Regions from separate parts of the Mus musculus genome. Here all the other regions are linked to region 1. A link is a contact called in public Hi-C and HiChIP or PLAC-seq data. All regions are on one chromosome and are shown on one strand. The core of a region is the stretch at or near the end of the contact, and the rest is flanking DNA. Distances in the headings are between cores, read along the strand shown. Region 1 holds the start of Ostm1 (osteopetrosis associated transmembrane protein 1). Region 2 has its middle 31 kb from the start of Foxo3. Region 3 overlaps Afg1l (AFG1 like ATPase). Region 4 overlaps Scml4 (Scm polycomb group protein like 4).

Evidence for each region. A called contact is a pair of places that touch in the nucleus more often than the background predicts. HiChIP or PLAC-seq counts read pairs in DNA pulled down with a chosen protein or histone mark.
Region 2: a contact with region 1 is called in an H3K4me3 HiChIP or PLAC-seq map of forebrain, with 7 times the contacts expected there. The contact joins the enhancer-like site here to the promoter of Ostm1 in region 1. A contact is called at or near these places in 1 of 39 promoter capture datasets (embryonic stem cells), 1 of 15 datasets of contacts at CTCF or cohesin (the NIH/3T3 cell line), 1 of 484 Hi-C or Micro-C datasets (bone marrow-derived macrophages), 14 of 115 datasets of contacts at active chromatin or transcription factors (bone marrow-derived macrophages, craniofacial prominence, embryonic basal ganglia and 7 more) and 2 of 9 other capture datasets (adipose tissue and liver).
Region 3: a contact with region 1 is called in an H3K4me3 HiChIP or PLAC-seq map of stem cell-derived neural progenitor cells, with 16 read pairs. The contact joins the enhancer-like site here to the promoter of Ostm1 in region 1. A contact is called at or near these places in 1 of 39 promoter capture datasets (embryonic stem cells) and 8 of 115 datasets of contacts at active chromatin or transcription factors (cardiomyocytes, craniofacial prominence, embryonic basal ganglia and 4 more).
Region 4: a Hi-C map of double positive thymocytes shows a contact between it and region 1, with 2.6 times the contacts expected there. The contact joins the enhancer-like site here to the promoter of Ostm1 in region 1. A contact is called at or near these places in 1 of 484 Hi-C or Micro-C datasets (double positive thymocytes) and 4 of 115 datasets of contacts at active chromatin or transcription factors (bone marrow-derived macrophages, effector CD8 T cells, large pre-B cells and 1 more).

Annotation. Positions count from the first base shown.
Region 1 is chr10:42,675,385-42,682,262 of GRCm38.p6, reverse strand. It overlaps Ostm1 (osteopetrosis associated transmembrane protein 1), which reads right to left and starts at 3,347. Exons shown (of 6, transcript NM_172416.3): 1 at 2,866-3,347. The coding sequence starts at 3,279.
Region 2 is chr10:42,304,465-42,311,342 of GRCm38.p6, reverse strand. No RefSeq gene overlaps it. Among named protein-coding and RNA genes, the nearest start is that of Foxo3, 31 kb to the right of the region's middle. Within about 2 kb of position 3,037, at least 23 of the 459 cell types and tissues checked have an H3K27ac peak or open chromatin away from gene starts, as enhancers often do. A contact at or near this core is called in forebrain, where this site is marked.
Region 3 is chr10:42,335,519-42,342,396 of GRCm38.p6, reverse strand. Afg1l (AFG1 like ATPase) reads left to right here. Exons shown (of 13, transcript NM_145743.2): 9 at 2,145-2,215; 10 at 2,472-2,572. Among named protein-coding and RNA genes, the nearest start is that of Foxo3, 62 kb to the right of the region's middle. Within about 2 kb of position 2,531, at least 26 of the 459 cell types and tissues checked have an H3K27ac peak or open chromatin away from gene starts, as enhancers often do. A contact at or near this core is called in embryonic basal ganglia, forebrain and stem cell-derived neural progenitor cells, where this site is marked.
Region 4 is chr10:42,957,863-42,964,740 of GRCm38.p6, reverse strand. Scml4 (Scm polycomb group protein like 4) reads right to left here. Exons shown (of 9, transcript NM_172938.3): 9 at 3,959-6,878. Among named protein-coding and RNA genes, the nearest start is that of Gm5079, 30 kb to the left of the region's middle. Within about 2 kb of position 2,425, at least 124 of the 459 cell types and tissues checked have an H3K27ac peak or open chromatin away from gene starts, as enhancers often do. A contact at or near this core is called in bone marrow-derived macrophages, double positive thymocytes, effector CD8 T cells and 1 more, where this site is marked.

The sequences.
Region 1 (6,878 bases), core at 2,098-4,597:
GTGGGCTGAAAGAGACCCGGTGGGAACAGCAGGAAGAGAACTGACCAGCTGTGTAGAGCAATGAGAATATCACACGATTCATCTGGAGAGACTCATCATCTGTGTATAGCTCACTAACAAGATGCGTCTAAGAGAGCTCTTGCTTTTGTCTGCTACGTTTGTGTTCTTAAACATTGTGTGTGTGTGTGTGTGTGTGTGTGTGTGTGTGTGTGTGTGTGTATGTGCGCGCGCGCGCGCGTGCAGGCCAGAGGACAGCTCACAGAGTCGGTTTTCTCCAGCCACTGTGTGGGCCCCTGACATTGCCCTTACCTACTAAGCCCCAAGTACGTACTTTTCTCTTTCGTTCCTTTTGTTCCTTTTATTTATTCACTTTACATCTTGACCAAATTTCCCCTCCTCCTGCCCCCTCACAGCCTATTCCCCCTCATCCCCTTCTTCTCTGAAAAAGGGGAGCCCCCCCCCCCCCGGTACTCCCCTACCCTGGCACAGAAGTCACTGCAGAACTCTTATTATGCCTTATTCCCTGAGTTAGGGTCTCTCACTAAGCCTGGAACTTGTCTTAGGCAGGTGGAATGGTAGCCAGCAGCCCCAGCAAGATTCCTGCCTTTACTTTCTATGCCACCAGGTTACAGGTGCATGCAGTCACACCCACCTATGCCACCAGGTTATAGGTGCATGCAGTCACCCACCTATGCCACCAGGTATTAGGTACATGCAGTCACCCACCCATGCCACCAGGTTACAGGTGCATGAATCACATCCACCTATACCACCGGGGAATCGAACCAGCATCCTCTGCAGGAGCAGCAAGTGCTCTTAACCCCTGAACCATCACTCTAGCCCACTGGGATCATGTTTTTTAAAGCCTCATAATTCCACAGCATCTACATACACAAGGAAAACATCTATAGCCTCAAAGACCCAAGGTTAACATCATCATTCATGGGCATTGTGCCCACAAGAGGCCTTGTTACTTAAGTTTTTTTCTTTTTTTTTAAAGAAAAGGCAGCTGGAAATTATAAAATTTGCAGGAAAATTGATGAAACTGAAAAAATCAGGTATTAAGTGAAATGATCTAGGCACAGGAAGACAAATGCTACATGTTCTATCCTATGCATATCCTAGCCTTTCATGCTTATATATGTGTATTAACATGGAGTGAGTGTTGAGTAGAGGCCAGGAAATCAGGAAGGAGACCATAAGACAGGGAACAAAAAGAAGCTGAAGGGAGGGGGGAGGGTAACAGACCACATGAGATATGAAAGTGGAAGGGTCACACTGAAAAGGAGGGCTTACAAATGGTGGGAGGGCACAACGGAGAGGGAGGGGGATGGGTTATAGATGGTGGGAGGATACAAGGGAGGGGGAAGGGTTACAGATAGTACAAGGGAAAGGGAGGAGCTACAGATGGTGGGAGGGTAAAACGGAGAGGGGGGTCATAGTGCGGAAGGTACAACGGAGAGGGAGGAGTTATGGATAGTTGGGGGTACAACGGAGAGGGAGGGGAAGGGGAGGTTACAGAGGTGGGAGGGTACAAGGAAGGGGGAGGAGTTACAGAAGGTGGGAGGGTACAACGGAGATGTGAAGCAGGAACTTGGAGAAAAGGAGATGTAGAGTGGACAAACTGTTACTGTGAGGAGATGCCAGCCTGTTACTTGGTAGACTACTTTAAAGACAGGGTTGGGGCTCTGTTAGTACACAGCTTGTCTAGCGTGGACAAGTCATGGGTTCTATTCACAGCTGCATAAAACCAGACCATAGTGACACGTCCGTAATCTAGGCACCTGGGAGGGGAAAGCAGGAGGGGTCAAGTGATCCTCTGCTACTCGGTGAGTTCAAGGCCAGTCAGGGCGACAAGAAACTTCATCACAAATAAATACATTAATTAAATTAAAATAGAATGAAAAGACTCCCTAAAAACAGCTTATTTAATGTAACTGCTCAAAATCAAATACAACGCTGCATATTAAAGTCATAGAGAAAGGAGCGAATCTGAAAAATACTGCATGCACTCCTATTTAAACTGCCTTGAAAGCCAAATCTTTCCACAAAGAGTGACTCTGGACTTTACTTAATGCAAATGAATGTCCCCATTTACAAAAAAAAAAAAAATCTGCTTAGTAACATTAGGCTAGATTAAAAACAAGATACACCTATTGACATTTCTATTTAGTTTAGTCAATTACGACCTCTAAAGCAACTGAAGCCACATTTTTCATGAGACTACTTGGCCCCTCAGGACGCAAGAACCATTTCCACCCCCAATCCCTGTGTCCTCCTTATTTTTCCTTTACCAGGCAACCCTGTGACTCTCACGGTGGCCGACACCGTAATCCTTTCCTAATTTATACAGTTCTTAGAGGCAAAGACTGTGTCTTCCTCTTTTGGTTTGCCTTCATTAAGTCCTTCACATTACCTTCCAAGTGACCAGGAAAGCTCTCGAGTTACAGAGAAGGCAGACTATCCTAAAATGGCAACTCACCGACCACGAACTATTACTGTATGTCGCTTTGTGTGGCCTCTCTTTGTCCCCACTTTCCGGATGAGAAAACAAGCAGAGAATGTCACTAACTTGCCAGAGAACAAGCTGATAAACAGGATGGAACCGAACTCAATACTTTGAAAAATAATAAAGGTCACACTGATAGAAACTGGTGGCTCTGGGTATGTTCGCTGCAATGTTCCAGCAAACCTGTCCCAAGAAGATGCCGGCTTACAGCATCCAGGGGGACAGCATTCCAAGCCATAAGCCCCTAAAGTCACCCGCTTGTTTCTGATACCCTAACTCCACAGACCGTCCAATGCCGTTTCCTTACTTTCCCAACCCCCCCCCCCCCCAGGTGCCGAGGCTGCTCCTCTACCCACCCCGATGTTTCGGCTGATGTTGTCCATCTTGATTGCGACCTGTTGGAAGAGCGGGTAGCAGGTCTGGCAGAGGCGCACGGGCCGAGCGCTGCGCACCATACAGGCGGTCAGCTCGGCGCTGCTATTGGCGAAGTCCATCAGCAGCTCCCGGCACTCAGGCTCCAGATCCGGCAGGTCCGGAGGTAGCAGTGACAGCGGCCCTAGACCTCCGCCCTGCAGCAAAGACAGGGTCAAGTCCTGCACCTCCAACAGCTGCTGCTCCGACAGCAGGTCCGCAAAGCCTGGGTGCCGACTGCTGGTGAAGGGGAGCGCGCACAGGGCGCACCTCCACCGCAGCAGCTGCAGCAGCAGCAGCGCCGGCAGCCACCGCCACGGCCACCCGCTACTGCGCGCCAGCTCCGCGTCCCGAGCCATCCCCGGGCCGGACTGTAACAGATAGCTCGCCCGGTGCTTCCGACAGCAGCCGCTTCCGGCTTCGGCCGGCGCAGGCCCTGAGTGGAGTCACGAGGTGAGTGCGTCACGGCCCCGCCCACCTGCCTCCGGAGGCGCGCGGGTGTGAGCGCGCCCCGCTTGGAGGTCTGTAGAGCTGCTGCAACCCCAGTGCATCCCAGGCCTCCGTCTTGCACGCTCTGCACCCTGCAGTTCCCCGCCTTCCATGAGCCTGTGGAGTTTGTTCTGGTTGCTGGAACTCCAGGGAGATGACTGCCGAGTGAGCTCCCAGAAAAACCCAGTAGACTGATGGTTTGGGCAGGTGTTCATTTTCATTGGCTCTGGATTAGTAAAATTTCTTCATCTCCTCTGGAGAGTGGATAACATCCGTTGGCAGTTCTGGTTTTGGAACTTGTGGCTTCAAAAGGCTTGATTGATTGATTTTAATTCTCAACTATCTACCCCGAACAGAACTTCCTGGGGTGATGAATATAGTCCACGTCTTAGTTAATAGGGAAGCCACTACCCACATGTAGCAGCTGAACCCTTGAATTGTAGCTACTACGATGATAGAACTAATTGTCCAATGTCACTTAATTTAAATATAACTATCTGACTAGTGACACCTGTGTACGGCTCGGATCTGGGTGTAGTGTTTTAGCGCAATAGAAATCCTACCTAATACATACACTTGAGCATACCCCACTATGTTATTATTATATATTCTATATTATACGATTATTATACCATATATTACATAACATATTGTAACATAATATGTAATATTAATATATAACATGTAATATGTGACACGTAGCATTTTATGATATGTTGTAATATGTTATATTGTATATTATGTAATGTATAATATATGTTATGATAATAAATATGTATACATTATATAATATTAATACATATAGGTATTTTTCTTCTTGGAGACAAGCCTCATGTAACTCAGGCTAGTTCTCTAACACACTAAGAAACATGTTTGCGCTATACCAGAGAATGGCCTTGAAATTCTGATCTTCCTGCCTCCCTGCTGAAAGTGCCACCATGTACCCCCATTGCCAGGTGTTTGTGGTGCTGGAGACCAAACCCAGGGCCTGGTGTGTGCTAAGCAAGCAAGCATTCTGTCAACCCAGAGACATGAGAGAGAGAGAGAGAGAGAGAGAGAGAGAGAGAGAACCATAATAACAAATCAAAAGAAAGCCTATTAATAAGTCATTGCAGTAGACACTGGAATAAAGCAAGAGGCCAGGATATAATGTGCTCAAGAGTAGGATGTGAGGGGTGGGGACATCCATGTAGAGACAGAGGTATGGGGAGGAGGTACGGGATGTGGATCAGTCGGAGAGTTGGGGGGGGTAATAAAATATGGAGTGTAAAATAATTAATTAATTAATTAAAAAGAGAAAGAAAGAAAAAAAAGAATAGGATAGGAAAAAAACCATTGTAGGGCCATCCAGCAAGATGGTTCAGCAGGTGTTGTGTTCATGGTTCCAGGGGGCTAGCATCCACAGCGGCAGGGGAGGCAGCAACAGGCTGGAGCAGGATACTGAGAACTCACATCTTAAACACTGAGCACAAGCTGAGAATGAATGGGAATTGTGGGAGTCTTTACATTCTCAGAGCCCACCTCCAGTGACACTGCATCAGGGCTGTACCTCCTAAACCTTGGCAAACAGTGCCCCAACGGGGGACCAAGTGTTCAAAGGTCTGAGACTCTGGAGTTATTATCATCATGTCCTGGTCTGAATGAGAATGCCACCATAGGCTCATATCTTTCTATGTCTACTCCCTAGTAACATACTGCTTACAGAAGATTTAGGAGGCATGGCCTTGTTGGAAGAGGTGTCATTGGGAGTCGGCTTTGAGGTTTTGAAAGCCCATGCCAGGCCCAGTGTCTTTGTCTGTGTGTGTGTGTGTGTATGTATGTATGTATGTATGTATGTATGTATGTATGTATGTATATATTTGTCTGATTGTCTATCACTCCCTCTCCGTCTCCCTGCCTATGGATCAGGCTGTAAAGCTCTCTGCTACTGTGTGCTTCCTGCCATGATGCAGTGGCCTAATTCTCTAAAACTGCAAACAAGCCCCCAGTCAAACGCTTTCTTCTATATGTTGCCTTGGTCGTGGTGTCTCCTCACAGCAATAGAACAGTGAGTAAGATACCCCTGAGTCGGGTAAAGATGCTTACTATCAACCCCAAGGACACAGTAGAAGAGACTTCCCAGGTTGTCCACTGACCTCCACAGGTATGCCTAGACACATACACAAAATTAAAGCAAATGGTTTGGAAAGAACAATAAATGTGTGTAGCAGGACTAAATCAAGCTTACAGGAGCCGCTGCAGTAGTATTTAGGGGGCATTATAAAGAAGCTGTCTGCTGGGCTTAGAGGTGAGTCAGAAACTTCTTCCAGGAGGAAGAGATCTTTGAGGTCTTACAGGGTGAGCAGGATTCCTTAGCAGCTTACAGCATCCTAGGAGAAAGTAGCAGCAGCTACTAGAAGAAAGGACTCTTGTCTTACGGCTGCAGCTGTGCGCTCTTGTTGCTTGAAACTGCTGTTGCTGCACTGATGGACCGCAGGGATGGAGCTAAACCTGAACCACCTGCCTAGGACTTTCTCAAATGCTTTCCCTTCAGCCTGTGGGCAACAAGAACTGTTAACAGAGTTACAGTGAGCGTTTTAGGTAGAGAACTCTAGCAACAATATGTAACTCCCCACCCCCTACATCATAAAACTGAGAGTGTGTCATTAAAGGAGAAGACAGAAACTGTATAAAAGACATTGAGGTATGTCTGGTGGGAAAGAGAGAGGTTTGACTAAAGAACTATGATCCAGGAAGAATGAGAACCAGTGGGTATTTTGGCCTGTATAGGTTAAGATAACCAGGCAGATGGTAGTGCCATGGTTAGGGACAGGGACACAGGGAAGGGAGAGCATTGGGAAGGACACAGAAGCTGTGAATCCAGCTGAAACTGGCCACTCAGGATGGTTGTGGTGGAGGTGCCCAGAGAGTATTTAAATCGCAGATGCAATGCCTGCCAAGGATTCAGAGTTAGGAGTCATGCAGGCTGGTTCTTGTCAACTTGACCCAAGCTAGAGTCACCTGAGAAAAGTGAACTTCAATTGAGAAAGTGCCTTGGTAAAATCAGCCCTTCGGCAAGCCTGTGGGGCATTTTCTTGGTTGATGATTGATGTGGGAGGGCCAGTCCTCTGTGGGACTTGGGAGCTGGGTCAGCAGGGACAGAAATCACTTGTGTGTCCTAGTTGTATGTCGTGGTTTGGCTTCTGTTGCTGTGATGAAACACCGTAACCAAGAGCAGCTTTGGGGAGGGAAGGGTTGGTTTGCCTTACACTCCCACATAGATCATGGAGGCAGGAACTCAAGTAGAGCCCATGGGAGGAGGATGCTTACTGGCGCCTTCCCAGGCTTGCTCAGACCTTTTACACAAAGGACCACTAGCCCTGCCCACAGTGTACTGGGCCCTCCCACATCAGCCATCCAACCAAGAAAATGTCCCACAGCCCAATCTAATGAAAGCAATTCCTCAACGGAGGTTTCTTTCTCCCTAGGT
Region 2 (6,878 bases), core at 1,788-4,287, 370 kb after region 1:
GTTTTGTTCTCAGCAACCACAATACGCAACTCTGATCTCTTCTAGCTTCCAAGGGCACCTGCACACATGTACACACACACACACACACACACACACACACACACACTTAAAAAAAAAACTCCTTGAAGAACATAGCTCACTATGTCCCAAGTTAATACTAGATAGTTCAGTTATATTGGTTTACAAAGTAGACCTACAAAGAGAATTACAGATCAGGAAACTAAGGCCTAGGAGACTGAAGTCACTGGAGGTCACTTCAGAGGTTCACATCTCACATCTATGAATTCATTTCATTTTACCGTGTAGAAACAGAACCATTTGATCATGACTTGTGAGTATCCACGCACTAACAGCACAGCTGCTGTTCTGAGCTAAGTAGAAACAGCTTAACTTTGTTTTTAAATCGTGTGTGTGTGTGTGTGTGTGTGTGTGTGTGTGTGTGTGTATCTGTGTGTGGTGTCTCTGTGTATATCGGTGTCTTTGTATGTCTCTGTATCTCTATTTGTGTGTGTGTATGTGTGTGTCTGTTTGTGTGTCTCTCAGTATATCTGTGTGTGTGTGTCTGTGTGTGGTGTCTCTGTGTGTGTCTCTGTAGGTCTCTGTATCTGTGTGTGTGTCTGTGTGCCTCAGTGTTTCTATGTGTGCCTCTATGTAGGTCTCTGTGTGTATGTGTGTCTGTGTGTCTCAGTGTCTTGGTGTGTATGTGTGTGCTTCTATGTAGGTCTGTGTGTGTGTCTCAGTGTCTCTGTGTGTATGTATGTGCCTCTGTGTAGGTCTGTGTGTGTGTATGTGTGTGTATGTGTGCCTCTGTGTAGGTCTCTGTGTGTGTGTCTCAGTGTCTCTGTGTGTATGTGTGTGCCTCTGTGTAGGTCTGTGTGTGAGTATGTGTGTGTGTGTCAGTGTGTATGTGTGTGCCTCTGTGTAGGTCTGTGTGTGTGTATGTATGTGTGTGTCAGTATGTATGTGTGTGCCTCTGTGTAGGTCTGTGTGTGTGTGTGTGTCAGTGTTTCAGTGTATATGTGTGTGTCTCTGTGTAGGTTTGTGTGTGTCTGTGTGTCTCAGTGACTCAGTGTGTATGTGTGTGCCTCTGTGTCGGTCTCTGTGCACAGTGCTGAGGTCTCAACCCAAGGCCTCACATGCCAGGCATCTGTCTCTCAGCCACGCCCCAATTCTAAAGCTTAGCTTTTGCCTTCCACATTTCTTAAAATGTAATAAAAAAAGACAGTGTAGATGGATAGACAGATGGACAGAGGACTGACCAAAAAAGGAACTGTCCCCGAGTGTATGGTATTGCTGGCACAGTGCCCCCACGCCAGTTTTTGTTCAAGGTCCAGGTTTGGACCTTAAAAGCTTGTTTGGAGATTTCCAAAGAAACATTCCGCACTCTGCACACTACAGTAAGGCAGGCCCCTGTTGGAGAGGGTTGTCTTCAACAGGGAGAAGCTTCAGGAAGGACGCATGGACTGAAGAGGAAAAAGCAGGGGGCACCTACCAACCCAGCCATGTCAGCCAAACCAACGTAGTGATCAGCTCATGGCAGATGGCACAGCCACATCAGCCTCATGCCTGAGGTCAGGCAACTCCCAGTGTAGGTGGCGTGTCACCCTGCTACTGAAGAGTTTAGACAGCGTTTAAAAACACCGTGTCTGTAGGGTGAGCTGTAGCACAAGGCTCTGCCTGCGTTACTGCAGGGTGCACATCTCCCATTCCCTTCTGTCCCTCCAGACCCCCAGCTCCCTAAGCCTTGTTTGGGGAGGCATTGGTGGAAGGGGCTGTATCAGTTGGGAGTGGGGTTCAGAGAGGAGGGCTGGAAGGCCCTGTGAGGGTTCTGCCTCCGTATCAGGAGGCAGGAGGATGGCGTTCACACATGCTGGAAATGATCCATCAGCATCCTGTTCTCTTCCCAAGGTCGGTCTCACAAGTCAGCATGCAAGAAAAAGGGAAAACCAGAAAACAACATGGCAGCCAGACCAAAAGGAAATGGGTGGTGGGATCCTTCAGCAAGCACTCAGATGCCCAGGACCAGAGGGGGCTGGACTCTGAGTGTTCCTCAGACTTGGGGCATTGCATATTTGTAATGAGCTATCTTTGGAATGAGACTACAACTTAAACAGACAATCAATTAAGTTTCACATACACCTTCTACATATAGCACCAAAATAATTTATATGACATTCCTAGTGCACCTGCATTTTAAATACATTCATTCCATGTTATATTATATATTACATGCATGGGTGTGTTGCCCGCGTGTGCATGTGCACCCTGTTGTTCATGCCTGGAATCTTCAAAGACCACAAGAGGGAATCAGATCCCCTAGAACTGGAAATACAGATGGTCGCGAGCTGTCACGTGGGTGCCAGGAACTGAACCTGGGTCCTCGAGGAGAGCATCAAGTGCCCACATTTTGACACTAACTTCTAAACACTTCATTTCCCCGCCTGTAAAATTCACACGTGGAAAAAAAAACCCAAGTGAGTGGGGCCAATATCTCCCAATTCAGCGTTGGAGTGTGTCCGGCCTTGAGTCTGTCCTCATGCTGAGTCAGCATCTCCGGAGGAATCCCAGGATTCCACCTAGGCAGCGGCGAGTCTGTCAGCTCTGGGAGGTCTTCCTCAGCCCTGACTGTGGCCTTAGGTGGTCTGCATTCTTCAAGAACCAGGAAACCCTTGTACTGGTTTTTACTACGTGACTCTTCTCAATTTTCTTTCAAAGGAGTGTTCTGAAGAGAGCAATAGCAAGCTTGCGGCAGATTGGTAGAGGCTTAACTGGGTAACGGGCTGACAACATAATCGGAAAGGTTCCATCCATGACTGTTGTAAATTATCCATCCTTGAGGAATGCGAAACTGAAAATGCAGCCTCCCTGGAGGTTTTCATTCCGGGGAGCAAGGACCGCAGCCCTCAGCCGCACTCCCTCCAAGGACACAGGCTGAGATGCTGGGGGATGTCCTGAAATCCGCTAACAGAAACTGTTGCTCGGTTGGTGGGCTTCAGCCATTTCCCATGACGAGGGCACCATCTTGTGGTCGGTGGGTGAACCGACGGGAAAAGTCTAGAAATTCGGGCTGGGAACTCTCAATGCTTCTTATTCCCAGGCCTGCGCTACCTCCAGAGAGTCAGGCGTCTTTTGAGATCCTCAGTCAATTCAAGAGTGGAGTGTGGTCCCGATATGAGACCCTCTTGTGACTGCTTCGGAGCTCCCTCCCTTTGGCAAGCTTAAATTCCTTCTCTGGGGGAGGGGCTCTGCCCTGGGCTCTCACTCCTAGCTTGGCTGTTCCTAAACAATGACTGGGAACTACAGCACTGTTCCCCTGTCTGTGTGTCTGACTTGGAGTCTTGGCGGGAGCCAACCTGTGGGTAGGAGGGTGGGGGGCTGGGAGGGTGAACTTAACACAAACTGGAATCATCCAAGAGGAGGCAACCTCAACTGACAAAACGCCTCCATAAGATTGGTCTGCAGGCAAGTCTGTGGAGGCATTTTCTTGATTAATGATTGGCTGCTGCCCTGTGAAAAGTAGGCAGTTCCTTCATGGTCTCGGGTTCAGTTCCGGCTTCCTGCCTTGGCTTCCCTTCTATTATAACTGTAAGGTGAGCTAAACCCTTTCTACCCCCAGGCTGCTGTAGGCCATGGCGTCTATCACAGCCATAGAAAGCACACTAGGATGCAGTCATGTGCAACACCACACACACACACACACACACACACAAACTCACACTCACAAGCACACACTCACACACACTCTCAAGCACACACACTCACCCACACCCACACACACACTCGCAAGCACACACCATGGGACTTCTGAAAAAGTTGCCCAGACTGATGAGGCCCAGAAATACAAATAGTGTCTTATTGGTTGTTTTGTGTCGCTATAATAGAATAAATACCAGAGACTGGGCAGCTTATCACAAAGAGATATGTGTATCTATGGAGGAGTCCGTGATGGAGGTACATCTGGTGAGGGCCTTTGCTTTGCATCATCCTGTGGTGGATTTTATAATTGTGAAAACTACATTCAATGTTAGACAAAGCATTCTCTTCACACTCTGTTCCCCGGACCTGGAGTTATAGGCGGTTACAAACCACCACGTGGGTGCTGGGAACAGAATCTGAGTCCTCTGCAGGAGCACCAAGTGCTCTTCACTGCTGCCATCTCTCCAGCCCTGTCACACTGTTCCCAGAATGCATCTCCTCCCTCATTCCCACCGCCGGTTAGACTGTCTGCTACCAAACCCAGCATGGCTCCAGGGACTTGACCTGACTGGGAGCCAAGAGGGAACGAAGAAAGGACAAACAGACACGGATGAGGAGGACATGGAAATCAACCTTGTTAAGGAAAACATGGGATGAAGAGCAGGGGGTGAAGGGGAGGGGGCTGCACAGGGTCCTATAACTCCTCAGAGAACCCTGATCTGCACTATATAGCTTTAGATCTAAGATGGCTCCCAGGACACTGGTGAGACAGCAAAAAGGAATGGAAGCCAGGGCGGTGGCTGCTTCCCCCATCTTCATGGAAGTCCTAACAGGTGAGTTACCGCATCAGCCAGGGCTTTCATTGGGACATAGTGATGGTGTGGCGAGATATGATTGGTTAAGGATTTAGGGGCTTGGGGTTGGCTCAAACACTGTATATAAGCTTAGGTGTTGGGCAATAAACTCAGACCTGCAACCCTGATGCTGGTTTCCAGAGACTGATTCCTAGGGTCCGTCACATGACTCTGTCACATGACTCTGTCACCCCCGCCCCATTGGTCTTATTTCTACACAAAGACACACAAAGAAGCTGAGATCTGTCGAACCATACTCTGATGAAGAACCCGCAGCACCTTGGAAGCTCAGCGTGCTTATTACATACATTTGAACAGAGAGGTGGGGTCATCACATACAACTGGACGAGGAGGTGAATTACTGCATACAGACTAACAAGGACCACTGAACTATTTAAATGGTTGGATTTTATATGTGAATGTTTCTCAATGAAGTTGTTAAAAACAGCATATAAGTATTCACTAACCATCCATTCATTCACTCACTATTATTCAAAGAACCAGGCAGAGACACATCTATGTGAACAGGAGAAACTCCCTGGCCAAAACAGATTCATAACCTCTTAGGGACAGACAGACAGACACAATGTAGTGAGCATCAAGAATGGCTTTGTCTGGGGATGTGGAGGATTGTCAGCCAGAAATCATAGTGAAGGGTATAGACAGCACAGGGTTGGCAGAAAGGGGCGGAGTGTGAAGCCCCACCCCTCGTCTCTCCCTTATTAAATGAGTACTGAGTGCTAGTTCAGTACAGTGCTTGCTGGGTGCCAAGAGAAATGACTAGTTACTTCCGGAAACCCAGAAGAGGAGGCAAATGACTAGAATATTATTTTTCTGAATGTTTAAAGAGAAGTGAGATGTGACCTGTCCTCTGGCTTAACCATCATCCCCTCTTAGAATCCAAACTTCAGAGTGCAGACTGTAAAACCTGCTGCAGTCACCAACATGCACCTCTCGGTTTGCACTAATGACCTATCGTATTGTTAACAGAACTCTGTAGCATGCAGAATATTAAATTTATTTGCTGATTTCTGTTGATTAGAGTAACATAGTCTGTAGAATTAAAAAATAATTGCTTAGGCTTTTATAGAAGTGACATAATCAGATTTCACAACATAAAAATAAGCAGCAAGCCATACTAAAACAATATTAAGTTTAGGACAAAATGGTCCCAATATTTGACTGAGCCCAGCATAGCCCCACACACTTCTGAAGAAGCAACAGAAAGACTTGCCTGTGAGACAGGTGGGGAGGCCATCGAGTTACTGTAGCGAGAATATCTTGTGTATTTGTTTGGATGCATCAGCTGTCGATAAAAAAGCCTATGGCCTGTAGGAAAGGGTGAATAGAAGACGGGACATCCGGGAGAAAGAAAGAATTCTGGGATAAAACCAGACGTGAGAGATTCACCCAGGAAGATGGGATGAGACATGGTGCCTGAGCACAGGTAAGCAGTCATGTGGCAGAATGTAGAGTAAAATAAATGGGTTATTTTAAGTTAAGATCTGGTTAGAGGAGAGCCTAGCTATATGGCAAGGTATTTGTGTTTTGGGTCTGAGTCTTATTTCTGGGAGCATGGGGCTGAGAGGAAGAGCCAGGACCAAACTTCACCAAGTTACCAGTGAGACAGCAAAGGATAGTGCCATCCTCATTGTCATAGCACAGGTTAGGAGCCACAGGATGACCTGAGGCCAGCCAGGCACAGGCAGGCTCACCTTTCTGACACAGTTAGTATGACTAACTTGGAGAAGCCCAAGGCATGGTTCTTAGGGGTTGAACCCTCCTTGACACTAGAGCCTAAGAGCTTTCCGTAGGCTCTGCCCTGCCCTCAGGTCCCACCTCCCATCCCATTCAGTCTTCTTCCAAGGCTGGAAATGATGCTTAGGGTTGTAGGGGCGGGGAGAGACCTCAAACTTGTTCTGTCCCCATAGCCCGTACCTGTCCCATTTAAAGAGCTGCAATTGGCTAGATGTGGTGGCAAATGCCTGTAATAGAGGGAAGAAAGTGTTAAAGCAAGAGGATCCCCACAGGTCTGAGGCAAAACCTGGACTATGTGCCAAATTTCAGGCCAGCAGGGCCACATCGTGAGAACCTGTCTCATCTATGGCAAGAGCATACGGAACTGCTGTCTCCTGCCTCTGTTTACCCCTCTCCAAGTGTTGCAAGTATCAGAAAGGTCTGTGCCAGAGGTGGAGACACCAGTAAGGGTCTCAGCTCCTGGAGATGTGGTGACTTGCTTTCCTCATTCTTGTAGTGAGGGCTCCTTTGCTCTTTGGACCTAGAAGACCTAGGTCAAATGCACAGTCCTCACATTGGCATCTGAGTGAT
Region 3 (6,878 bases), core at 1,282-3,781, 340 kb after region 1:
ATGGCTCAGTGGGTAAAAGGGCTTGTCAGAAAAGCCTAGTAGCCTGAGTTCAGTCCCCGGAACCCATGGGAAACTGACATGGCAAGGCAAGGCACGCCCCCGCAACATCACCACTAATGATAAGTAAAGTAATTTTTAAGTAGATCATTAACCAGGGACTGTAGAGGCTAAGGCAGGGGGAACACAAGTTCAAGGTCAGCCTGGGCTATGTAGTGCCACCTATTTATTTATTTATTTCTAAATTAGGTTTGGGAAGATGGCTCAACTGGTAAAGTGCTTGCCATGGAAGCATAAGGCCCTGAGTTTGGATCGCCAGCAGCCATATAAAAGTCGGGTGCAGAGTCCCACTTCTGCAGTCTCAGTGCTGCTGGAGGTGGGGCGGGGGTGGGGCACAGACTCAGAGACAGACAGCCCTGCAGTCCACGGTCAGTCATTCTAGCCAACTGAGGAGCAGCTGAGAAAGATACCTAATGTCAGCCTCTGGCTTCACACACACATGCACTGCACACCTGTATATACATACGTGTGCTTGTGTGTGCTTGCGTGTGTGTGCTCACAGGAGCATGCACGTGCACATCCCTTCTCAAAAACATTGTGTGTAACTCTACTGCATGGTAGGAGTTGTTCTATTGAATCCAATGTGGTCTGTGTGACATCGATATTGACTTTGCGGGGTTTCTTGATATATTTAAATTTGCTTTCAGGGCTGATTAAAGTGCTGCCAAGCCTTAGGACTGGAGATGAAGGTGGGGAATCACATGGTAGAAAGAGAAAATTAACTCGCACAAGTTTTTCTCTGGCTTTCACATGGAATGCAAGCGTAATTTTAAAAATTACTTAAAAAAAATTTTTTTTGGTGATTGTCTTTAAATCATTCTTTCCATAGTTCATTTAGTTCCTTTAATGTGGCTTAATCTGAAGGTCTTATAGGGCTTTATGAAACTCAGGTAGCACTCCCTATGGCGTCAACCATGCAGATGATATCTTGGAAACCTGCAGAGGTGGGCGGCCTCTTTGTGCTGACTGCAGCTGTGCTCTAAGTTGCTGCTGCATTTGCTGCAGCTGAGGAGCTCCGTGGTTGTGTGTTAAATGTCAGCAGCCTGCTAAGAAAGATTCTGTTTAGTCTAAACTTTATCTTAATGACTAGTTTTCAATAAAATTGAAAGGATGTCAGTCACTTCCACAATTAGCTAAGATTGATTTGTTTCAAAATTAAGCATATTGTCAGGTCATCTTGTGCAAGTTTGTGTGCGGGATGAGAGGAAACTTAGATTCGCACTTGAAGGGTTTTTTGGAATGGCCTTTCTTCTACCAGTTATTTCTCCTATTGACTGTTAATTTATCAACCCTTCTTTGAAAAAAAAAAAGTGAGAAGAAAAGAGGCCACAGCACTATCACATCTCTATATGTGAGCTCCTTAAACCATATGGTGATTTCTAATTAGAATACAAAAGACTGGGTGGTAAGACTCACTCCATAGCCTGGGCAATGAGGGCCTCACAGAAGGAGGGGGCGGGGGTGGGATTCCAACAAGGACATTTTTGAGAGAAACTGGAGTCTATTCTTGTCCTTATCCTGACAGAAGTCTGTCCTGAATGTGTTCAGACGCATAGAAGTCTGATAAAGTTTCTGAGGTGCTGATTAAGTTGGTGTTTGGAAGCTAGTGATCTCATCCTGAGAGCTCGATCCTCTCAGCCGGTGGCTTGACTTGGTTTTTCTCATTCTCAAAACACCCTCAATCTTTAATTCCACGTGTACCCTCTCAATGGCGATTTCAAAGGATACTTGCTGGATGCTTGACTGCCTTGCCTATTTGCTCTTGTTTTGCATGCAAGAGAGAGCCAGAAGCTTTCTTCTCATTGTGTACACATAGTATTAATGGATTTACTCCGCCTGTATTGTCTCATTACTGGAAACATCTAGAAGCTCAGAAGTCTTTCAATGTATGCAAATAAGGCAGGATCATCTACCTGAGAGTTAATATTCACTGCTTTTAAGTGTATTCTAAATCTAATGTTTGTATTTAGAGCATAACATCCTGTTCTCCTTTTTTTATGGGCAAAAAGCTAAGCAGGCTCAGGCAGCTGTTTGATGTTGGCTTCAAGTGTTATTAATTTCATATTCTATTATTCTTTTCACTGTAGCACAAGTGAGGCTGATGTGGAGGCCGTCGTGGATAAGTTGTTTGATGAGCTGGCTCAGAAACAAAATGATTGTACGTAAGTTAATTTCTCTTGAAAGAGAATACATTTAGAACACAATGCCCAATCTCCACTGACCAATTAATAAGTTCCATTGCTGTATACGGGTTGATGCCACACTCAAGTGGCCGTCATTGTATCAGCATTTTCTCTAATTTATGTGTTGAATCATGTGCTATTATTCATCAAGCTATGCATTTCCTATCTGTAAGAGATGAATTTTATAGTAATTATCCAGACAAGATTGAGTCTTTGTTCATGTTCCCATAGTAACTAGCCCAAGGATTCTGAAAGTGCAAGGCAGAGAGCTGCGGCTGAATAAAGCCTGTGGAAGCGTTGCCGACTGCACATTTGAAGAGCTGTGTGAGAGAGTAAGTATCCAGGCCTGGCCAGACTCACTGGCCTTTTCACATGTTAAAATACTTCATGTTTTCCCCTCAGCCAGCTTCAGATTTTAAAACGCCATTCACAGAGTCAGAACGGAGGAAGAAATCTCCCTAAGGGACATTTTTCATCCATTTACCGAGCAATGTTTGTAGGTTCTGGCACAAAATCTGCTCTTTGAAGGGCTTTCAGGAAAAAAAAAATCAGAAATGCAGAGACAACTGTCAACTGTTGCTGGAAGCAGAAGCAAAATCAGTGTCATATATGGCTCTATTGTGAAAGTCACATGTGAGGGGAGTAAGGAAAACTGAGGTGTAAGGGATGGCAAGATGGCACAGTGGGTAAGGACACTTGCAGCCAAGTCTGGCCATCTGAGCTCTGTTCTCCATGGTCCCACATGGTGGAAGAAGAGAGAGCAACTCCCACAGGTTGCCTTCCAGCCTGAGCATGGATGCATGGAATAAATGGTAAATGGAAAAAAATTTTTTTACAAGGAGAAAAAAAATGAGGTGAGATTAGTGGGGATGAGAAGCAAGATAAGCAATTTTACTGTGATCTCAGGAGACGCGGGTAAAGAGCTGCATATTTCAGATTCATTGTTCAGCTGCCATGCTGTCTGAGCTGCTGGCCAGGTGAAAGAACATCAATTTAAAAAAAAACTATGACACTGGTATTATAATAGAAGTAGTTTATCTCACAGATGGAATATTTGCACACACACACACACACCCATATCAGAACATCTTTGACCACAAATCCTCTGTAAATATGAAGTCTTTTCAAAGTGTGGGGGTCTCAGTGCTCAGTAGAATACTCGATGTGATTATCCTGTGTAAATCCTGAGGCGCTCGAGTAACTTTCCACAGAGTTCCTCAATCGAGCATCCTCCCAGGCCCTGATTCCTGGCTTTAGCTAGTCCAAGCAGAGCTGTTTTGAGGCACAGAGAAGCTTGCTCTCATTTCTATCTGCTGAGTGTTAACCGAGTGTGCTTCTCAAAAGCCGCTGAGCTACTCCTAGCAGGCAAGCATTCGTCACCTTTAAACCACAGATGAGTCCAACCCGCAGTCATTTAGCTCTTTAGAAGGAATACAATTAGGATTAATTAAGACTCTGATGGAGAGGCAACCTCTGATCCCCACTGTGGCTGGCACGACTCCTTCTTCTCTCCCAGCGGCAGTCTTAACCCCCTATTACCTGTACCTGCAGGGGGAAAGTCCACTTGGACTTGTGCTTAAGTTTCACTGTCTTTGCTAAATCAGACTCCCTGGTCAAGGGTAAAGGCCCTCCTCTCACTGAGGAGGCCTCCAATGAGGGGAACCGGCAGGCCGTGGGGTCCTGGAGGAGGTCGGGGCCCTCTCGTGGAGCACGTCCGAGGGTCGGCGTCTCTCGACTAGGTTCATTAATTCTGGACACTTGGTATCAGAGAGGGGTTGTTTAGAATCCAAAATCCCTTATCGTCTTTTTTTCTGTGCAGTGGGGTTGGAGGGAAGAAGGTTAATCAGGATTTAATATTGAAAAATGAAATTAATACCGACACGGCTCAGCTTTATTTGACAAAAGTTTGGGCCTCATGACAACTGTGAACCAAATTCTCAAAATCAACAATAAGACAAGACTTCCATTTATTTTGGCGTAACCAACACACTATTGTATCCTTCACTTTGTGACTGGCTGTTCAGTTGCATAGGAAACCCCTTCTATAAAATGCTCCAGAATTTCATGATTTCTTGCTATCCTTTAATGCATGAACATTCCAGTTGTTTTCTTCTGGAGTTTTTAACGGGGTCATTACCACAAAATGCCACTGACTGCCTAGCTTTCTCTCCTCTAGTTAGATAGACCCCCTCACTTGCCAGTGACATGCACGGGTAAGTCAGCATTGTTCCCTTGTAGCTGGGATGTTTTCTGAATCAGACAAGCCCTGAGTGACTGACAGGTCGTTGGCTCGGAGATGCAGTGGGATGTGGTGGGATGCAGCGTAAGCTCACTATGGAGAACTCTGAGGAAGGGCTAAGTTTTTAAGCGGTCAGTTCCTTACTGCCATTTTCTTTATTATGGTGGTTTTTGCATTTCTTTGCAGCTTTATAATTGCGACAATTCAGAGACTGAATGTTCCACGGAGAGGATCCTTGAGATCAATCAACTTCAGATTAAGCCTAAAACTCTTAATTAGTTATGATGATCTTATGAGCAGACTAAGTAGCTGCCACAAGATAGTCAGGCAAGATAAAAACAACACATCCAACCCAAGTCCTTGAGTAAACACTGGGGGCTGGGTCCACGTTTGGGTCACACAGTGTAGTCTCTGGAAGGCCTGAGACCCCCTCAGCTGCCACCATGGACATCATTAGGAGAGCATCGTCCCCTAAGGAGCAAAAGACTGATACTGCAGTGAGGAATTTTGAGCCATGGGGGGAAATACTATTTTTGTGGACTTTTAAGTGGGTAGCAGCTTGTGTATCCGTGTGTAAGTTAAAGAGGGAATGGAAGGTTTAACTTGAAGTACTGGACGTGCTCCATAAGTCAACCATCCCACCCTCTGCACCCCTCTCCCTCCCTGCTCTAAGCATAGTCTCACATCTGTAACCCTGCAGATCAACCTCTGCTTTCGTGGTATCTCTAGTATTCTCTATTCTATCTCTTCACAAGTCTGATTCAGCATTGCCATGCTTAGATCAGTCCAGAATAGGACCCCCTAGCATCCATATAAAAATGACAGCTAACAGAACCATGCATGAGGAAGCCATCATTCCAAGTGTTCGTTATTTAGTAGCTTATTTAGTGCCATGATAAATAGGTGCTATTATTGTCCCATTTTACAGATGAGGAAATGGAGGCATTTAGATGTTAAGTAACGTTCATTTGGTCATATAGCTAGTAAATAGCAAAAGGAAGACTTGAGCTCCTTACTGGTTTGAGGGTTAGATGCTGCATTCTTCACCTCTCCGTTATGGCCTGGGTTTTCTGGACAATTCTGTCTCAGTTCATAAATAGAGTTCAAATTCTGCCATGAAATCCACTCAGATTCCTTGCACATTTCCACATCTGAGGTCAGCTTTGAGACACCGATAGAGCATGACGCTAGCTGAGGAAGCAGACACCGCCAGTCCTGAGAGGTCCTTAATACAAATTCCGCTACTTTATCAGAGCGCCCCCAAAGGAAAGGGAGGCCAGAGATGTGGTGCCCTTTCTGGATCCAGAGCCATGGCGTGTCTAGTAGTTACTTATATCAGGGATTTGTGTTGAGTAATCACAGTATGCAGGAGCCCCTGTGAGCCCACTGGGGTGAGATTTCCAGCAATGGTGCTATAGAAATGGCAGGTAAAACCTGCTGAATGCAGACAGTGGCACCAGACTGTGCAGTGTCCTCCATAGCTGGGCTCTCACAGAGGAACAACACAGCAAAAGCCAAGCCAAGCAGACTCTCCATCTAAGCTGAGGCCACATAGAGTGGTCAGCTGACTGGTTTTGTTAAGTTTTGACTCTGAGAACATGCATTCTTTCTATATTTGTGAGGATGGAAGGCCCATTTTAGGAGACACTTCTGTATGCCAAATACCGTGGTCGCCTTAAGACAAAGCTCTTGGCTTTCAGTTTTTTCCCTCCCTTAAAGATTACATAGAAGCCTGAGTGACAGAGTGTGGTATTTCCACTTGGCAGACGTTTCCCCACAGTGTTTGACAGACATTTCTTGGAAATGAGTGGAAACTGTCATTTCAAGTTAAAACAATGAGCAATGTTTGTCACCAGTGTTGAAGTCTGAGTGAAGGAGTAAAAGTTAAAATTTTGGCACTTGTCTCTGCCATCAAGGTCCCAGTCTTTGAACCTTTCCCTCGCCCCTCTGGTGAGATTGATGGTGGTATTAACAATGCAGAATTTCAGGAGTCTGGGGAGAGGAGCAGGGCTAGAGCACTGTCTCCCTCTATGTGACTTGGCTGACTCTGAACTCCTGCTCAGCCTTCTGAGTCTCAGTTCACAGGTGTTTGCTACCATGTCTACCTGAATGTTTTGGTAATTGTATAATTGAACATTTCACATTTGGAAGGTCTAGTTTATTGAAGCAACATTTCCTAATAACCAATGCATACTGTTGTAAAATCACACACGACAGAAGAAAAATGCAGAAAGGCTAATAGAAAATAACAATCCAAAAACTATAAGCTGGGTACGGTGGGATGTACCTGTAATCTCGGCATTGAGAGGCTGAAGCGGAAGGGTTGGGGATTTGAGGTCAGCCTGGGCTGCGTAGTGGAATCTTGCTCAAGCTGAGGACAGGGGGTGACTACGATGGTT
Region 4 (6,878 bases), core at 1,176-3,675, 280 kb before region 1:
AGAAAGAGCTAATAGTTCTACACCCAGGTTGGCAAGCAGCAGGAAGAGGCTGAGACAGGATGCCTAGCTTTGGGTTGTTGTTGTTGTTGTTTGTTGTTGTTGTTTTGAGACAGGGTTTCTCTGTGTAGCCTTGGCTGTCCTAGAACACACTCTGTAGACCAGCCTGGGCTTGAACTCATACAGACCCTCCTGCTTCTGCCTCCTGAGTGCTGGGTTAAAGGCGTGCTATCATGCCCAGCTTTAGTTTGGGTGTTCAGCAAGGTCACATCTACTTTAACAAGGCCATACCTCCTAGTCCTTTCAAACAGTGCCACTCTCTGATGACCAAGCATTCAAATATATAAGCCTACAGGGCGGGAGGAGGGGGGCAATCTTATTCAAACAAAACCACGAGTTTTATGTCAATTTGACTCGAGCTAGAGTCATTTAGGAAGGAGGACCCTCAGCTGAGAAAATGCTTCCATAAGATTGGCCTGGAGAGGGGTCAGAGAGACGCTCAGCAGTTGAGAGTTCAGGGTGCTCTTGCAGAGCTCCTGAGCTCAACCCCAGCACCCATATGGTGGCTCACAACCATCTATAACTATAGTCCTATGGGATTTGAAGCCTTCTTCTTGTGGACAGACAAAACATCTATACACATGAACTTAATTAATTAATTAATCAATCAATCAATTAATAGCTGGGCATGGTAGCGAATGCCTTTAATCCCAGCACTCAGTAGTCAGAGGCAGGATCTCTGTGAATTCCAGACCAGCCTGGTCTACATAGTGAGTTTCAGGATAGCTAGGGCTACATAGTGAGACTCTGTCTCAACAACAATTTGGCCTGAAGGCAAGTGTGTAGTGCATCTTTTCAGTGATTGCTGTAAATTCAGTGATTGCCCATCCCATTGTAGGTGGTGCCATCCCTGGGCAGGTGGTCCTATGGCTATATGAGAAAGCAGGCTGAGTAAGCCAGCAAAAGCAAGCCAGTAAACAGCATTTCCTCTTTATTGGCTCCCGCCTCCACATTCCTGCCCAGTTTGAGTTCCCACCCTGACTTCCCTTGGTGATGAACTGTGATGTGGCAGATGAAAAGCAAAACCAATCCAAATGCTTATCTTCCCCAAGTTGCTTGCCTTTGTTAGGGTTTCACTGCTGTGAAAAGACACCGTGACCAAGGCTACTCTTATAAAAGAAAACATTTAATTGGGGTTTGGCTTACAGTTTAAGAAGTTCAATCCATTATCATCATGGCAGGAAACATGGCAGTGTGCAGGCAGACATGGTGCTGGAGGAGCCGAGAGTTCTATGTCTAGATCTGAAGGCAGCCAGGAGAGGACTATCTTTTATAGGCTAGGAGGGGGGGGGGTCTGTCTTTTCCTAACTGGGTAGAACTTGGGCATAGGACCACAAAACCCACCCCTACTCTTCCTCCAACAAAGCCACACCCACTCAAACAAGGCCACACCTCCTAATGGTGTCACGTCCAATAGGCCAAGCATATTCAACCCATAACATTGCTCTTCCATGGTGTTTATTGTAGCAATGGAAACCTAACTGCAGCCTCTGGGCACAACTCTTATATGTGTCTACTCTTCTACCACAAAGACAGGGAGCCGAGTGTTGAGATCAACTAGCCAATGTCTGTTTGTGGTGTAGATTTGGCTACTGCATGGATAAACTCTATTAAACAGACAAAAATTTCAGAATTTACTTCACCTTGAATATTTGTATCTGATTCACGGACATCTGTGACTCCCTGAGAAGTAAACTTTTTCACAACCAGAGTTGTGCAACAGAGAGATAAGCCAGCTGCTCAGGGAGGGAACTCCCTATGATGGGAAGAAGCCAAGCAGAGAGCTTCGCTAGACTGTAGGGAAGGCGGTCCAACCCTGGGTGGGGAGGCAGAGACATCACACGATTTTAGGCTGCTTCCTTTTGTGGTGAAAGTAGCCTTTGATAGTTCACGGCTGCAGGAAAATGACGCCATGTCTCATTTCATGGTTTGAAGAAGCATGTTGTTGGTTCGTTCCCGTGCCGGACCCACTGGTAGACTACTTTTCTGCCTCAGCGCCGTGGCGCGGGCCATGTGGTCAAGTAGGTGACAGAGCAAGCCTGAGTGGTTCATGGATATGTTTAGAGAGAAAGATGCTGCTGTCCCCACACTATCAAGAATCGCCATTCTGTCACTGCCAAGCCAGTTCTCCGCCCTCTTCTTCTTTGTCATCTTCCTGTTCTGCCATCCTGTGTCACAGTATCAACTCCTGGTCCCAATGGCAGCTGGCCTGGGAAACGGTGTCTTGGTAAGTGTGCCAAGAAGCCCAAGGTCTCAGGTAGGAAGTCTAGCAGGTTGGCCAGGGGCACAGCTTAGGGAAATGTACAGCTGGCTGCGTAGCACAGCGTCTCCAGACCAGTGTGTGCTCGTAAGTGCAGCACTTGGTGCAGTCTTGTGTGCTGACTGTACTGTAGCCACAGAGGAAGTTACCACAGGAAGTGTCCCAGCTGTTGCTTATTAGCATTAAAACAAAATTACACAAAGCAAATTGTTAGCAGACATGTTGCCCTAATCTTTAACTGGTGGCAGTAAATAAGAGTGATCCTCTTTCAAGTAAATACTAGATTTCCAAAAACCCAGCTTCCAATTGTCCGTGAAGGAATCCTGTGGGATGAGGCTAACTAAGCCTTGGAGGGAGAGACACAAAGGGGCTGCGGCTCCAGCATCCCTAGCTCTGCAGAGCCCAGAGTGGGCTCCCGGGCAGCTGGTGCTAACTTGGCAATATGGAAGGACGCAGGACCGTTGGTGCCTCTGGACATCTGGACATCTGCTGGATTCCCCCAGGGGCTCCCAGTCTGGACCTCTCATGGAACAGAGCAAAATCATGTGGCAACACACAAGCAGAGCAGGGACTCAGCTCTGAGTGTGTTTATGTAAAAAACAAAAGCAAAAAACCAAAACATGTCTTTATCCATGATCTAAACAGTTCGAGCCTGCCTCCACTGGGGAAAGTGGGGTAGGTTATCTTTTGAGTGCATATCCCGTTACTTATGCACTGGGATAGCTCTCCAGGTATCCTCTCTCTAGAATAGTTCTCAGGGAGAGATCAGAAGGTCCTTCAAGACTTTCTAATGATGACTGTGTTCAACAGAACATTGGGTGTTTCTAGTTTTCTTCAGAGATTCAACAAACCCTTCTAAAAGAATATACATTTAATTTTAAACCCATTTTAATTTAAAGAATTATTCTGTGGCATCATCAGGTTCTGGCTGTCATGGGCAGGGGCGGTGGGCACAAACGGTATTGTACGGTTTTCCTAAGAAGTGTATAATTTTGTTCATCTGGTTTGATTCTCAAACCCTCAGCCCAGCATCTCTTCCCAAGTTATCAATTCTGAGCACAGGTTTTGCTGAGGCGTTCTCTCTGCTCTTTTATTTCTGAAAGGGGAAAAAATTGGCAATCCTGTGGAAGAGAAATAACAGGCCCATGTCCTCCCTGGCAGACATAAGTGAAACGCTTAGGCAGTTGTTCCTGGCCGAGGCCTCTCCAGTAAGGCCTTTCCTGCGGCATCCAGGTCCTCAGGTCCTGACATTTCCACTCAGCTGATTCAGAGGAACAAGTCTAGGCACCAGGACTGTTCTGGTCATCTAGCTGTGCACAGAACAGGCCCTGCTACAATAAGAGGAAATGCCTACACGTAACAGACCATGCCGCACCAGACCATGCCGCGCCTCTGCACTACAAAGCTGGAAAGATATTTGAGAACATGCAATAGCTGCTATCCTCACAACCACTTCTTAGATTTTTCAACTCCAGTATCTGGAGATGCATAGACACACACACACAGACAGACACAAATATACACACACAGGTTTATAGACAGGCACAGAAAGACATACAGACACACACAGAGACATCCTTTTTTTTTTTTTTTATAAACATAGTGATCTGGTTTCAGAAAGTGGCGACTCTTTTTTTTTTTCCTTAAGATTTATTTATTATATTTGGGTACACTGTAGCTGTTTTCAAACACACTGTAGGCTGTTTTCAAACACACCAGAAGAGGGCATAGGATCCCATTACAGAGGGTTGTGAGTCACGGTGTGGTTGCTGGGATTTGAACTCAGGACCTTCGGAAGGGCAGTCAGTGCTCTTAACTGCTGAGTCATCTCTCCAGCCCCATAAACAGACACATACACACACAGAGGCACAGACAGACACACAGAGAGAGATACACAAATACACACACAGACTCATACACACAGGCCACATCTTTTATCTAAAATCTTCACAAAGGGAATAATGTGTTTCATAAAACATTTAAAATGCTTTAGGCAACAGAACTCTCTTGAAACCTCCCTCCCCCAAGTGTTTAACAGACAAATGTAATTGGAAATGTTTGGAACATGAGCACCCACACTCTTTAATTTGGAATTATGCAAAATGTGATCATTATCCACTCCAAGCTGAAGCAATGCTGTGCAGCTGGAAGAGCAAGCCTGTGAACTATCAGGTGTGAGTTCAAGTCCTGCTCATCTGGGCCAGGGTAACCCTTACGGTCTGACCCTGGAAGGTCTGTTTAGAGGAAGTGGCCTTGCATGTTTTACATTTGAGAAGCTATTTAGCTGCGCTGTTTGACAAGATTTTTGAGAGGGATGAAAATTAATTATACTTGCAGTATTGCAATGCTGATTTGGTCAACTAATTAGATTCTATGAAAAAACAGGCAAGAAGAATTGGTTCCGCTGGGCCTTCTGTGATGTGGCAGCCCCTCATTCCAAGACTAATGAGATTGCTTCTTGGTGTTTTGTTTTATTTTGTTTTGTTTGGCCAAACCTTAAATATCTGGAATTCTACAATTGAGCTAATTTAAGGCTTCGTGTGAAATAAGACATCATGTCTGGGGACACAGCTCCGTTCCTCCACAGACTTGAACTGGGTTCTAGCTCTCCTTCAAAAATTATTAGAGGCCTCCCCTGACTTGTTTGGCCTTGTTTTAACTTGGGGCACCAGTGAGACATGGGTAAGTTTAGGCAGGACATTTGGCAAGCTTAATACCACCACTCACTAAGGAGCCCGTGTCCCTGGAAGAGGCACCGTGAACCTCCAGGGAAGGGCAAACGTTTGTGTGAAGTGACCGGTCTAATCTCAAAGCTTTCACACAAGCAGTTCTGTATGTGGGAACTGCCTGATGCTTTCTGAGACAAGGATCTAACTTCAGAGCAGCAGCGAGCACCCAGAGTTAAAAATCTTCTTCTAGGCAGAGTCCGCTCATTGCTTTATCATCTTAAAGAGTCTCTCCAAGGTCTAATTCAAGGTCATTTCTGCCTCATGCTAGCAATAACAGACATCCGGCTCATCCACAGCCTGATCAAGTTCCATTCAGTGGGAAGCTCTGGGACAATTTTCTCCTTCTCTGTCTTACTTAAGTCCAACCACCCGTGTATATGTAACAAAGATCTTGCAGGGTCATGTCACACTCCCACAAACAGGGAACATCAAAGTGGGCCCTTATAGCACAGCATGGAGTATGTCCTGTGCTCTTTACCTAAATTCTACCTGATTGGTACAATAGGTAGATCCATCTGAGAGACCGCATTTATCTTGTTACAGTCCAGGACGTCTGGCTACACTTGCCAGCTGAGATCTTGCTCAGACTGCAGCCTGAGGGAAGGTGCCTTTCTAAAATTCATACTATTGTCAAGGGAGACCCTAGGTTATCCTTGACCCTCACCTTCCCCAGATGTGCCTTTAAGGAAAAGGCTGTGCCCATGAGTTCTCTATTCATCGAGAATAAACAAAGGGGGAGGGATTCCATAAAGAATAGGCAGTAAAGAGGTCACCCTTCTGCCTAGGAAACCCTGGCTCCACCCCCCTCTCTGGACACAGCTGCAAAGGGTAGAAAATCAATTTTTTCCCATTACTTCACAGTGAAGAGTAAAAACCTATTTGTAAATTGAATTAAACCCAATAAAAACACGTCTGCGTATTTGTTGAAGACTAGAAAAATTAGCCACAGACACACAGCTAAGAACGCAGCCATGAAACTAGAAATCAGTATGTCCTATTTCAAACTTTGTCGAGACAGTTCCCGCCCCCCGCCTTTTTTTCAAGAAATACCCATAGCTAAATGTCACCAAGATTCTTCAGCATGCCGTCATATCAGAGCCTCAGTGAGACTCTGGGAGAGAAGGGACACCAGTCTTTGTTTAGGCAGATGGCTGCTTCGGAATTTGTACCGAGTAAGTCAGTAAGTAATGGATATGAGCTGGACCCCGCCTGACAGAGCCTGATTTCTTCCCAAGTGGCAATCTGGGGTGCTCAATGTGGACTTCATTCCCTGTCCCTGTGCAAGCGAGGTCTTGCTTATAAAAACCCTACCCCGGCCACGCAGTCTGTGCATCCCGAAACCTCGTTAGCAGTCTGCCCTCTAGTGGAGCAAGGAAGGACTTCAGTAGCTAGGGCTCCAAAACATCCTTTCCCTTTTCTCTTCGAGAGCGGAAAACAAAAACAAAAACAAACAAACGGACAAAAAAACAGCAACAAAAATTCAAGTTTTCCAGATAGTGCAAGGCGAGGTGGTCATCAGAAGACAACTTCCAGGGCTGAGTCCAGGGAAACTCATGCTGATCGGTCCCAAGAACAGGGAGCAGTTGCCACCGCCACTGGGGGCGTCCCCACAGCCCCTGCAGGGACTTTGTGAGCCCCCTCCAGGGCTCTCCTTGTGTGACAGCATTCAGTTATCCACTCTGTCGCGGCACAAATAGCACCCGTAAAGAGTGACCAGCACGTCAGGAACACTGTAATAGCCTTTTTGTGATTTTTCTGACAAGTCTAGCACACGGTTGAGTGTCTGAAAGGGGCCACTAGGAATATTAGAAAAGGCAAGGATGCACACGTTC